Regions from separate parts of the Mus musculus genome. Here region 1 is linked to region 2. Evidence: chromatin contacts called from public HiChIP or PLAC-seq data. All regions are on one chromosome and are shown on one strand. Each heading gives the region's core, a stretch centred on a gene start, on an enhancer-like site or on the middle of the called end of the contact. The rest is flanking DNA. Distances are from core to core; before and after follow the strand shown.

Region 1 (5,673 bases), core at 1,077-3,576, 210 kb before region 2:
TAAATGTTTTAGTTATGATTCTCTCGTTGCTATAATCAAATGTTTGACAAAAAGCAACTGAAAGGAGGTTTTTATCTTGATGAATGGTTCGGGAGACAGAGTCAGTCAACACGGGGAAGACATGGCAGTGGCAATGGCATGCAGCTATGGTGGTGAAAACTTGCTTACGTCTGGCCAGATCAGGAAGTAGACAGAGAGGAATGTGGGTCCTTTTTTTGTTTTGTTTTGTTTTGTTTTGTTTTTCGAGACAGGGTTTCTCTGTGTAGCCCTGGCTATCCTGGAACTCACTCTGTAGACTAAGCTGGCCTCGAACTCAGAAATCCACCTGCTTCTGCCTCCCAAGTGCTGGGATTAAAGGCGTGCACCACCACCACCACCCGGCTGGAATGTAGGTCCTTAAGTGGCCTTTCCTTTTCCTCTTCTGATTCAGTCCAGGACCTCAGGCCATGAAATGGAGCTGTCCACATTCAAGGCAAATCTTCCTCTTCAGTTGCATTTTTCTGAAATCCTTTCACAGATACACCCAAAGTTGCACCACCCTTGGTGTCCAAGGACTGATTCAATTAAGTTGGCAAAAGAAATGAACCCTTGCCAGGCGTGGTGGCATACGCCTTTAATCCCAGCACTTGGGAGGCAGAGACAGGAGGATTTCTGAGTTCAAGGTCAGCCTGGTCTACAGAGTGAGTTCCAGGACAGCCAGGGCTACACAGAAACCCTGTCTCGAAAAACCAAAAAAAAAAAAGAAATGAACCATCAAAAAAAAAAAAAAAAAGAAAAAAAAAAAGAAAAAAAAAAAGATCTACCTTTAAGCCTTTAAATCCACCTTTAATGTTTTTAAATCCAGTACTCTGGGGGCAGAGGCAAGTGGATCTCTGTTTGAGGCCAGTCTGGTGTATGTAGTGAGTTCCAAGACAGCCAGAACAGTGAAGACACTGTCTTAAAACAGCAGCAGCAGTAGTAGCAACAAAAACAACAAAAGTCTACCTCTACTAATAACTGAGTTCTTGAGCAAATGTCACTGATTAGCCTAGTTTTCTCCTCAGATGAAATTGGAGATGTTATACCTACCTGGGTTTGTTGGGTATTTTTTTTTTTTTGTTTTTTTGTTTTTTTTTCGAGACAGGGTTTCTCTGTATAGCCCTGGTTGTCCTAGAACTCACTTTGTAGACCAGGCTGGCCTTGAACTCAGAAATCCGACTGCCTCTGCCTTCCAAGTGCTGGGATTAAAGGCGTGCGCCACCACTGCCCGGCTTGTTGGGTACAGTGACACAGACACCTGGAACTACTTTGAAAAATGTATAAACAGATATTATAGTCTCCCCAGTCTATAATAAAAACTTAAGGCTAACATCAGATACTTTCTATATTATAGGCATTGTGCTTAGCACATATGTCTCATCTAATCTTCAAAACAACTTTAGGAGGTTGAATACTGTTATTATTCCCATTTTATAGACAAGAGATGTCTCAGGGAAAGGGAGCCTGTCAGGCAGTAAAATAATATAAGTTTCCAAAGGCCATACTCATGAAGTGGATTATAGGCGTGGAACCAGTTAGCAGTGGTGTCAACGATTTTGAATAACTGTCAGATGTGCATAGAGAAACAGTTTAGAATCTGGCAGAAGTTGTTGGATAATGACTGATTCATAAGATAAACGAAAGAAATCATAGGACTTTTATTCTATATTTACTAAAGTAAAAAAATCAGCCTGGTTATTGGCTTAAGTCTGTAAATCCCAGAAGTCAGATCAGAGGCAGGAGAATCTCATGGAGTGCCAGGTTGGCACCTTGAGCATACAGAGGAGGTGGGGGTGGGGGCAGGGAGAGAGGGAGAATTACACTTTGTTTCTTCTATGTGCCAGTTCCGCATAGACTCAAATGGGTACTGCTTGACCTGATGTGTGTGTGTTCGCGTGCGCGTGCGCGTGTTTCTGCCACTTTCCAGCTGCCTGGGTCTCCGGCTTAGGCTAACTTCCCCACTTTTTGGCTTGTGGTCTAGTCGAGCAGAGCTCTGATCTAGACAGTGATGCAATGCCTCTCCCTTTCTGGTCGCCCTTAGCTTTCCTGGACAGCAGATAGGGAGAGACCCTATAACCACCTCCCTCCCGAGGGCGAACCAGCAACTTCTCCTCTCCGCCTCCGGTCGTCTTCCCACACAAAGTGACGGCGCTGCCCCGCCCACCTCCGCGGGTCACCGAACAATCCTTGAACTATATTTCCCAGAGGGCCAAGCGGCGACGCGCGCTCACTCACTCCAAACTACAGGTCCCAAGATGCATCACGCGATCGCGTCTTCTACTACTGCGCAATTGCGGAACCGCCTTTGCTTTCCGGCTAGTATTTAGGTGAACGTTATTCGTGGTTTGCTGAGGTCCGAGGTTTGCTGAGGTCGGAGGTTTCCAGAGGTCCCAGGTTTCTGTGAAGCTGGTTTTGAGTCCGTGCCCGTATAGGTAAGGCTTAAGGATCCCAATTACCTTTGAGAAGCCCCGGCAGATTTTGGTGTCGGAGCTAACTAGACCCAGAATTGTGGTTCAGAATTAGAAATAGTAATTTAAATTTCTTTGGTAGTTTGTTGTTTGTTTGTTGTTGTTATTTCGAGACAGGGTTTCTATGTGTAACCCTGGCTGTCCTGGAACTCAGAAATCCACCTGCCTCTGCCTCCGCCTTTCAAGTGCAAGGACTAAAAGGCGTGTGCCACCACTGCCCGGCAGTAGTTTCTAATTTACAATGTTTTGTTTTTCCAACTGTGGTCCTTGTTATTCCCGGCCCAGCACCGTTACAAGAGGACGTGTAAAAGCCCACCATATAGCAGCTGGGGAGTTGGTTCAGGTATTAAGTCGTTGGATTATAGTAAGTAACTACTAGTAGTCCCAGAGTTGGACATGCAACTGTTTTCTGAGTCTGCACCCAGTGTCCTGTTCTTTGCATACGATTCAGAGCTTGTTTCGTGTTGGCTAAGGGAGCTGGACAATGGGCATGTGTTACTTTGTTTTCCAATAGAGTGATGGAGGAAAGACTATGCAATTCAAATCTCCTGTTAGTTACATCGGTAGGTAGTTTTCTTTTTATGTCCTAGTCATTCACTCTTACTTTTTGTTGAGGTGTGTTACTATTCCACCTACCAGAGGCCCAGGAGCAAACAAAAATACCTTTACTGCTGGATAGTGGAGGCGCACGTGTTTAATCCCAGCACTTGGGAGGCAGAGGCAGGTGGATTTCTGAGTTCCAGGGCAGCCTGGTCTACAGAGCATTCCGGGACAGCTAGGGCTACACAGAGAAACAAACAAAACAAAACAAAACACCTTTAGCTTCTGGTTGTGGAGAGACTGGCTGTAAACAGTGAGTCTGGCAGCAATAAGAACTGCAGAAAAAGATAAAGGGACTAAACCAGTGGAAGATTTTTTTGAATAGTGGCCTGATGTGGTGATTTAATCAAATGTTTAATTTGGGTCCTAGGCACGTCAGCTTTACTGGAAAGATGAGCGAGGAATCCAATGATGACAAGAAGCCAACGACTAAGTTTGAACTAGAGCGAGAAACAGAGCTTCGATTTGAGGTGGAGGCCTCTCAATCGGTTCAGTTGGAGTTGTTGGCTGGCATGGCGGAGATCTTTGGCACAGAGCTGACCAGAAACAAGAAATTCACTTTTGATGCTGGTGCCAAGGTGGCTGTTTTCACTTGGCATGGCTGTTCTCTGCAGTTGAGTGGCCGGACTGAGGTGGCTTATGTCTCTAAGGACACCCCTATGTTGCTTTACCTCAACACTCATACAGCCTTGGAGCAGATGCGGAGGCAGGCAGAAAAGGAAGAAGAGAGAGGTCCCCGAGTGATGGTAGTAGGTCCTACTGATGTGGGCAAGTCCACTGTGTGTCGACTGCTACTCAACTACGCAGTGCGTTTGGGCCGCCGTCCTACTTACGTGGAGTTAGATGTAGGCCAGGGCTCTGTGTCCATCCCTGGTACCATGGGGGCCCTGTACATTGAGCGTCCAGCAGATGTGGAAGAAGGTTTCTCCATCCAGGCCCCTCTTGTGTATCATTTTGGCTCCACCACGCCTGGCACCAACATCAAGCTTTACAATAAGGTCAGAACTGGAATTTAAGAGGGGGTGGAGGGAAAAGTTACAATCAGGGTAGGAAGTAGGGAACTTTGTTACTTAGAACTGCAAAATTTTCCTTTTGAATATAATTGCCTTTCTTATTTTTATTTTTTGGTGTGGTATTACTGCCACCTGATTTCATAAGATCATTTTAACATAAGTCAGCTGTAGACTGCATAGCATCTTGTGGCATTATTCGTAGTAACTCATTATTAAGAGGTAAAACAGGAAGCAGGGGGCTTGGAGACATGGCTCAGCAGTTAAGAGTCTGGCATATGCTGGGCAGTGGTGGCTCACACCTTTAATTCCAGCACTTGGGAGGCAGAGGCAGGTGGATTTCTGAGATCGAGGCCAGCCTGGTCTATAGAGAGAGTTCTAGGACAGCCATGGCTACATGGAGAAATCCTGCCTTGAAAAACCAAAAAAAAAAAAAAAAAGGGGGGGGGTCTGGCATATACCTTTAATTTTAGCAGATTCAGAGGCAGTCCAGTCTCCATAGTGAATTCCAGGACATAGTAAGACCCTATTGCAAACAAAACAAAACCAAAATCAAAAACAGTACTACTCCTGTCAAGGGTCAGAGTTGACTTCCTAGCACCCATGTCATGCTATTCCCAGTTGCCTGTCACTCCAGTGCTAGGAGGATCTGATGCCTTAGGCCTCTGTGCACCTGCACTCATGTGCACAGGCAGACATACAGATACATAATAAAAAATAAAACACTGTAAAAAAGAAGCTTAAGTAACATAAAGTTAAATCCATGTTATGGGGTTAAAACCACAGTCATTAAAAACATCAATTTTGATGTTAATATATCAGTGGGTATTGTAGCTGATCCCTATAATCCTAGGACTTGGAAAGCTAAGATAGGACTTTCAGGAGTTTGAAGCTAGGCTAGAGCTTTGTACTAAAACCCTGTCTCAGAAAAGTAAAACTACTGGGGCACTAAGGTTAAAAATACTTTGGTGCTAAGGTTGCATGTAGCTCAATTGCCAAGCACATTTCAAGGATTGTGGTTGGGTTTCCAGCCTGTAAAGCTTTTGGATGATACCTATTACTCAAAGAGGAACTTAGATGGATTTAGGAGCTGGAGAGATGGCTCAGTGGTTAAGAGCTCCCCTACCAGAGGGCCTGAGTTCAAGTCTCAGCACCCACTGGTAGTTCATGACTAACTGTAACTCAAGCTCCAGGGGTATCCTACATCCTCACACATGAAAACAACAATGCACATGAAATAAAAATTAATACATCACTAAGAAAAATAGGTTTATTTTTGTTCTTTTGATTCTTTTCCAGATTACATCTCGCTTAGCAGATGTGTTCAACCAAAGGTGTGAAGTGAACAGAAGGGCTTCTGTGAGTGGCTGTGTCATCAACACCTGTGGCTGGGTCAAGGGCTATGGTTACCAAGCCCTGGTGCACGCAGCGTCGGCCTTTGAGGTGGATGTGGTTGTGGTTCTGGATCAAGAGCGACTGTACAACGAATTGAAAAGGGACCTGCCTCATTTTGTTCGAACTGTGTTGCTTCCAAAATCAGGGGGTGTGGTAGAACGTTCCAAGGACTTCCGGCGGGA
Region 2 (5,508 bases), core at 597-3,096:
TGTCTCTTCCTCTTTCTTTCCTGTTATCCACTTGATAAGCATTTTTGATTTGGGCATTGCAATTTGACCCACAATCCTTTCTTCTCCCTGATGACACACAAGGAGCCCAATTTGTACCAATTTGTCCATCTAATATGCAGCATCGTGCCTTATCCCAGCTGTTGCTTTTTGTGGGAAACCTAGGGTGAGGCATCTGGGTTCCTAAGTCATTTGGAACTGATTTTTCTCCTCATCCACTGTGTTCCCTAAGCCTTAGCCCAAGAATTGTCTGTTCTGTCTTTAATGTCACCCTTTTGTTGTGGCTGCCCAGGTATGCTCTCTGGCTGGATTCCACTTCCCTGTTTCCACCCAATTCTGGCCTAGTGCTCAGAATATCAACCTCTCACACTCTTCTTCCTCCGATCCCTGGCTGTTACAGGATACTTGAACCTGTTTCTAGTTAGGGTGTGGCTCAGCCCTTAGCACTTACCTTTGATCCCAAACAATGAAAGTCAAGCTAGTTTGTAGAAGGAAGCACCCATGTTTGAAAGTGAATCAGAGAAAGATCTGACAGAATGCGGAGGTAGGTCCGACTTTCACGAGACAGGAAGCTACTTAAGGGAGAGACAGTAGAGGAAGAAGAGAGTACAGTGAAGGAATACAGTAGAGTTGGTGGAGAGCAGTAGCGTTGAGAGAGGAGTGGCGCAGTACAGAGAGGGAGGAGGAGGCGGATTTGCAGGGTAGAGTTTTACAGAGAACAAGCTAGGCACAGGTAAAGACAGAATGAACCAGAGAATGAGAAGGAGACAGATGATGAGAAAAGTTAGTTTGAGGCAATTCAAAGGCCAAGAGAGAAGCCAGTTTAAATCAGTCAGCTGGGAGGGGAGTTTGAGCCAGAACAGCTGAGTTGAACCAGCCAGCCAGAGTTCAGAAAGAACCAGAAAGGGGAACCTTACTCTGCAGCAAGTCTCAGAGGCTGAAACCATTCTAGGCCTAGATTAGCAGATGGAGGCAGTAAGCCTCCCAGACAACAGCTATAACAGGGGAATAAAAGTTAAGTTGCTTTTACACCTAGGTTTTCTTGGGTTTCTTAGGGCAAGAGGTGAAGGAGTTGGCAGGGCCAATAGGAACAAGTGACTTGGAGCTGAAGAGAGAACTCAGCAAGTAAGAGCCCTTGCTGCTCTTGCAAGAGGTCCCAAGTTTGGTTCCCAACATCCACATGGTAGTTCAGGACTGTCTATATAGACAGTTCCAGGGGACCCTCTACTGGTCTCTGCAGGCACCAGGCACAGTCACAGTGAGCATGTACGCATGAAAGGCAAACACTCACAAACATTAAACAAAATAAAGCAAAAAAGAACTGACGACCCCAAGAAGAAAAGGGAGGAGACCAGCCCCTCTTTAGTTTTCTACCTCATGAGGAATTATTGTGTAAAAACAAAGGCTTGCCAGGAGGGAGATTTGTTTGTGTGAAGAAATGCCTTTGGGATCTGGGGTGGAGGCCTGGCATAGAAAGATCGGCAGCGCACTTAGAGAAGACAGAGGGTACACCATGGACATAGCCATGAACGCGTTCTGAAGGCCTGGCATCCCCACCTGTGCTGTGACATCACACGCTTCTTCCCTAGTGACCCCATTCACTGCCACATTATACAGTCCAATTGTGAGCCGTGTGCGGGTGTTTATCTTTATTGTCGCCCTGGCTGGCCTTGGAACCACTCCCATTTCCTTCTCTCCTCATACGTAGTAGGAAAGGCATACAAGGCACATGCCAAACCATGAACAAAGGTTAACCTGGCACAGTGGAATACGTTAAGCTTTTCCCCTTTCATCCTTGTTTGGTGTGTCTCAATTCTTTTCAACGGTCAGGTACGTACTCTGCCAAGTTTCCACTCCACTCTCTCAAGAACCTAAGAGTCCAGACTGACCTGCCTATCTGACGTGAGGGAGACAAGGTGACTACTGAAACCGTGGAGCAAACACTGGCCTATTCCAGACAAATCCCGGAAACAGTTTCCCGAGTGTAAACAGAAGCAAAGCCTGTGGAATGCAGGCTGAGAGGGAAAGTAGATCTCTGTATTTATTTTGGGGGCAGTCTCTAAAGGGGAAAGGCATGCCTGTAGATTTGACTTTCCCAGAGGTTCAAACCAGCACAAAGTTACCCACAGGGAAAGATGCGGCAGCAAAGGAGTGCTGTGACTGCCGGGGCCGTGGGGAAGAGCAGGGTCTGGAGATGATTAAAGCCAGAATCTCCAGAGAGGAGATTCATTCTAGGTGATGAATCGGAGAATTGATTGTCTTTTCTTATTGAAGGCTACACTAATCAGGAAGAGTGGATCTGTCTGGAGAGGGAACTGTAGTGGAAACAACGTAAAACACGGGGCTCTAGGATCATAGATATAGGCTGTCTCAAAGACAATTAGACCTTTCAGCTGAAGGAATGAGACATACTACACCAAGCTTAGAGTCATCTTAAATGGGTGTGTGAGTTCCGAACTAGTTTTGGTATTCAAGTTTGGTTATTTGTACAAAGGATGAATTTACCTTTCAATAGGCTGTTGTCTTCCCTTGGTATCCGCTAGCCAACTGGGACTTCATTTATTTCTAAAACAGTACAAGGCTCTTTTGGTTTCACCTACAAAAGTGAATGGGCCTCTGTATTTCAAGGTTGCACATTTTCTGTTCTCTTTAAGCAGAGATAAGGACTCCGGGGCTGCGGAATACAATAGGCTATTCTTGTAACTCAGCAGAGCCGGGCACTGTGAGTAATCTCTGCTCTTGACCCTACACCCACCTTGAAGCAGAAACTTGTATCACATCCCCCAAAACAAATCCATTGTAAGAAAGGAATAATGAGTAATGACAACTTTACTGACTGTTTCTTGGGGAGACAGAAAAGATCTCTGTATCCTGTGGAGGTAGTTTTGATTTATAACAAAGCATAATAAAAAATTTCATGAGACATTCATGCTCTTTTTTCTCCTAAGGAGAAAGGTTTCACATTCTTTTCTAGCTTTCTTCTTATTTTGGTATTCATAAGCAAAACATGATGTAATCTTTTAAAAATCTCTCATCCTCCCATCTATCCCTCTGCCTGGCCATTGACAGGCTTTGCCTTTAAGAGGACGGTGAGGTCTAGTGTTTGGGAGAAGAATCAAGAAATTACTAATTCACTTAAAATCTGCTAATAACTCATGATGAGTGGAAACAAGCAATGCCCCACTCCTTGTGGCATTCCCTGATCTTGTCAATATTGGGTTTCCTTTGGACATGGGAACTTTGACTTATACAATATTTTTAATTTATTCTTTGGTAATTTTAAGGGTAATCAATGTATTTTGGCCATATTAGTCTTCCAGTTTCCCCTCCATCTATGGATCTATGGATCCATCCATCCATCTATCCATCATCCATCATTTCATTAAGTGTTATTGAACATTCACTTTATTCAAGGGAAGGCTAAAAACAGTGATAAACAGAACTGATGAAATTCATGTGCACTTGTGTTAAAGGAACAGAGCGGCTATAACTATATAAGAGTATCTAATGGTGGTAAATTCTTTGAAAGCAATTCTGATATTTGGTGAATAACAAAGGCCTTCTTAGTGATGTGACATTTGCTGACTTAAACTTTCAGGCCTCATAAAACAAAATTATAATTGACATCTCCCCAACCTTTCAAATTTGGAATTTTGGAGTCAGCATACTAAAATACATTGTTCAACTCCTATGAGAGATACAAAGGAATCAAACGCAAGATGGTCAGATTTCTTCTATAAAGGGACAGACAATATGATTGCTGGCTTTGTAGGCTTTGAGGGCTCTGTCTGCTGCTTATTACACAGAAAAGGAACACTTTCTGTGTTCATATATATCTTCACAAAAACGGGGGAGCCTGTTCTGCACCTATTAGCTGCAGTTTCCCGACCTTTGAACTAGGTTGAGCTTTAAATTTCTTCAAATTGATATCATCAGCTCTTTTCTTCCATGAGCAGAGCTTCTTTCTGTAAATAATCCTTTTCTTGATCATTATTTTTTCTTAAGATAATTCAAATTACAGTAGTCTAATCTGGAAAATTTATACAGGCTATGTGATGGTAAATTTTGATTTTCAGATTGGCACAGTATTGAATAACCTGAATGGATGTCAATGAGAGACTATTCAGATGAGCTTGCCTATAAGGGCAAGCGTATGGGGGATTATCTTGACTAGTTGAGGATTTATCTGCTGTGAATAACGCTATTCCTGATTATGAATGTGATATGACTACCTGTTTTCCCCTCAATGATGAACTCTAACCTGGAATATTGAGTTAAAACAAATCTTTTCTCCCCTAAATTGCCTTTGTTAGAGTGTTTTTATCATAGCAGCATGAAGTGAAACTGTAGTATTTTGAGTGTGAATGGTCCCCATAGGTTTATATATTTGAACACTTGGTCCCCAGTAGGAGGTATGTCCGTGAGGATAGGCTTTGAGGTTTCAAAAGTCCATGTATTACCAGTTAGCTCTCTCTCTCTCTCTCCCCCTATTCTCTCCCTGTCTTTCTCTCTCTCTCCTTTCCTCCCTTCCTCCCCCCCTCCCTGCCTCTCCTTATGAACAGGGACATAAGCTCTCAGCTACTGCTCCAGTACTTGCCAGCTCCATCTCCAGTGCTGCCATGCTTCCCACCACGATGGTCGTGGACTCACCTTCTGAAACTGTAAGCCACAATAAACTAATTCTTCTATAAGTTAGTTGCCTTGCTCATGATGCTCTGTTAGGTAACTAAAATAGAAACTATGATGTGCTATGAAAGACATGACCTTGTGGCTTTTAAACCATTAGAGCTGTTTTGTGACTGGAATGTGGAAGGGTTTGGGACTTTGAGTTAGGAAAACTCCTGAGTGCTGGAAGAAAAGCTTAAAATAAGCCATTCTGGTGGGAATTTGGAAGTCAAAACCATGCTGAGAGAAATTCAGGCAGTGGGGGCCATGCAGCATATGAGATTTCACAGGGAAACATGGGACTCTACCAGGAACTACTTATGTAATATTTTGGCTAAGTGTCTGGATTTATTCTGCTTATGTCCTGATATCTTGAGTGAAGTCCATTATTTAAAAATAATGGACTGATTTGTTTGGGATAAGAAATTTTCGGAGGAGAGAACATTCAGGCTGGAACTGAAAAAGTGGTTGTGATTGACAGAGAATACCATTTTAGAGGAGCCTCATGTACTGCATTGAGACAGCAAGAAAGCGTTTCTGCAGGTCAGCACACAGAGGGTATACCGGCTGTCCAATAGAGTTGGACTGTATTTCAAACTGGCAACAGAGCTTGCCAATGTTGTAAGCCTTGTCCACATGGTACTGATTTAGAGGTTATAAAAGATTCAAGACTGAGAGTGTCATGGAGATCATCTGAGACTAGGGAATGTGTGCAGAGGGCCTGAGAGAACTTTGCATGAAGCTATGAAGTTGCAACAGAGACTCCAGGATACTGGAGATGCCACAGCCATAGAATATCCATCAAGGAAAGCTGAGGGTGTGAAG

Evidence for each region. HiChIP or PLAC-seq counts read pairs in DNA pulled down with a chosen protein or histone mark.
Region 1: an HNF4G HiChIP or PLAC-seq map of pancreatic cancer cells shows a contact between it and region 2. The contact joins the promoter of Clp1 here to the enhancer-like site in region 2. A contact is called at or near these places in 4 of 39 promoter capture datasets (cranial neural crest, frontonasal cranial neural crest, liver and 1 more), 6 of 115 datasets of contacts at active chromatin or transcription factors (bone marrow-derived macrophages, craniofacial prominence, epiblast stem cells and 2 more) and 3 of 9 other capture datasets (adipose tissue, liver and macrophages).

What each region holds. Positions count from the first base shown.
Region 1 is chr2:84,723,940-84,729,612 of GRCm38.p6, reverse strand. Clp1 (CLP1, cleavage and polyadenylation factor I subunit) reads left to right here and starts at 2,326. Exons shown (of 3, transcript NM_133840.3): 1 at 2,326-2,450; 2 at 3,457-4,084; 3 at 5,396-5,673. The coding sequence starts at 3,479.
Region 2 is chr2:84,516,114-84,521,621 of GRCm38.p6, reverse strand. No RefSeq gene overlaps it. Among named protein-coding and RNA genes, the nearest start is that of Gm13710, 12 kb to the right of the region's middle. RefSeq lists an enhancer at 819-3,657. Within about 2 kb of position 1,846, at least 108 of the 459 cell types and tissues checked have an H3K27ac peak or open chromatin away from gene starts, as enhancers often do. A contact at or near this core is called in adipose tissue, craniofacial prominence, liver and 1 more, where this site is marked.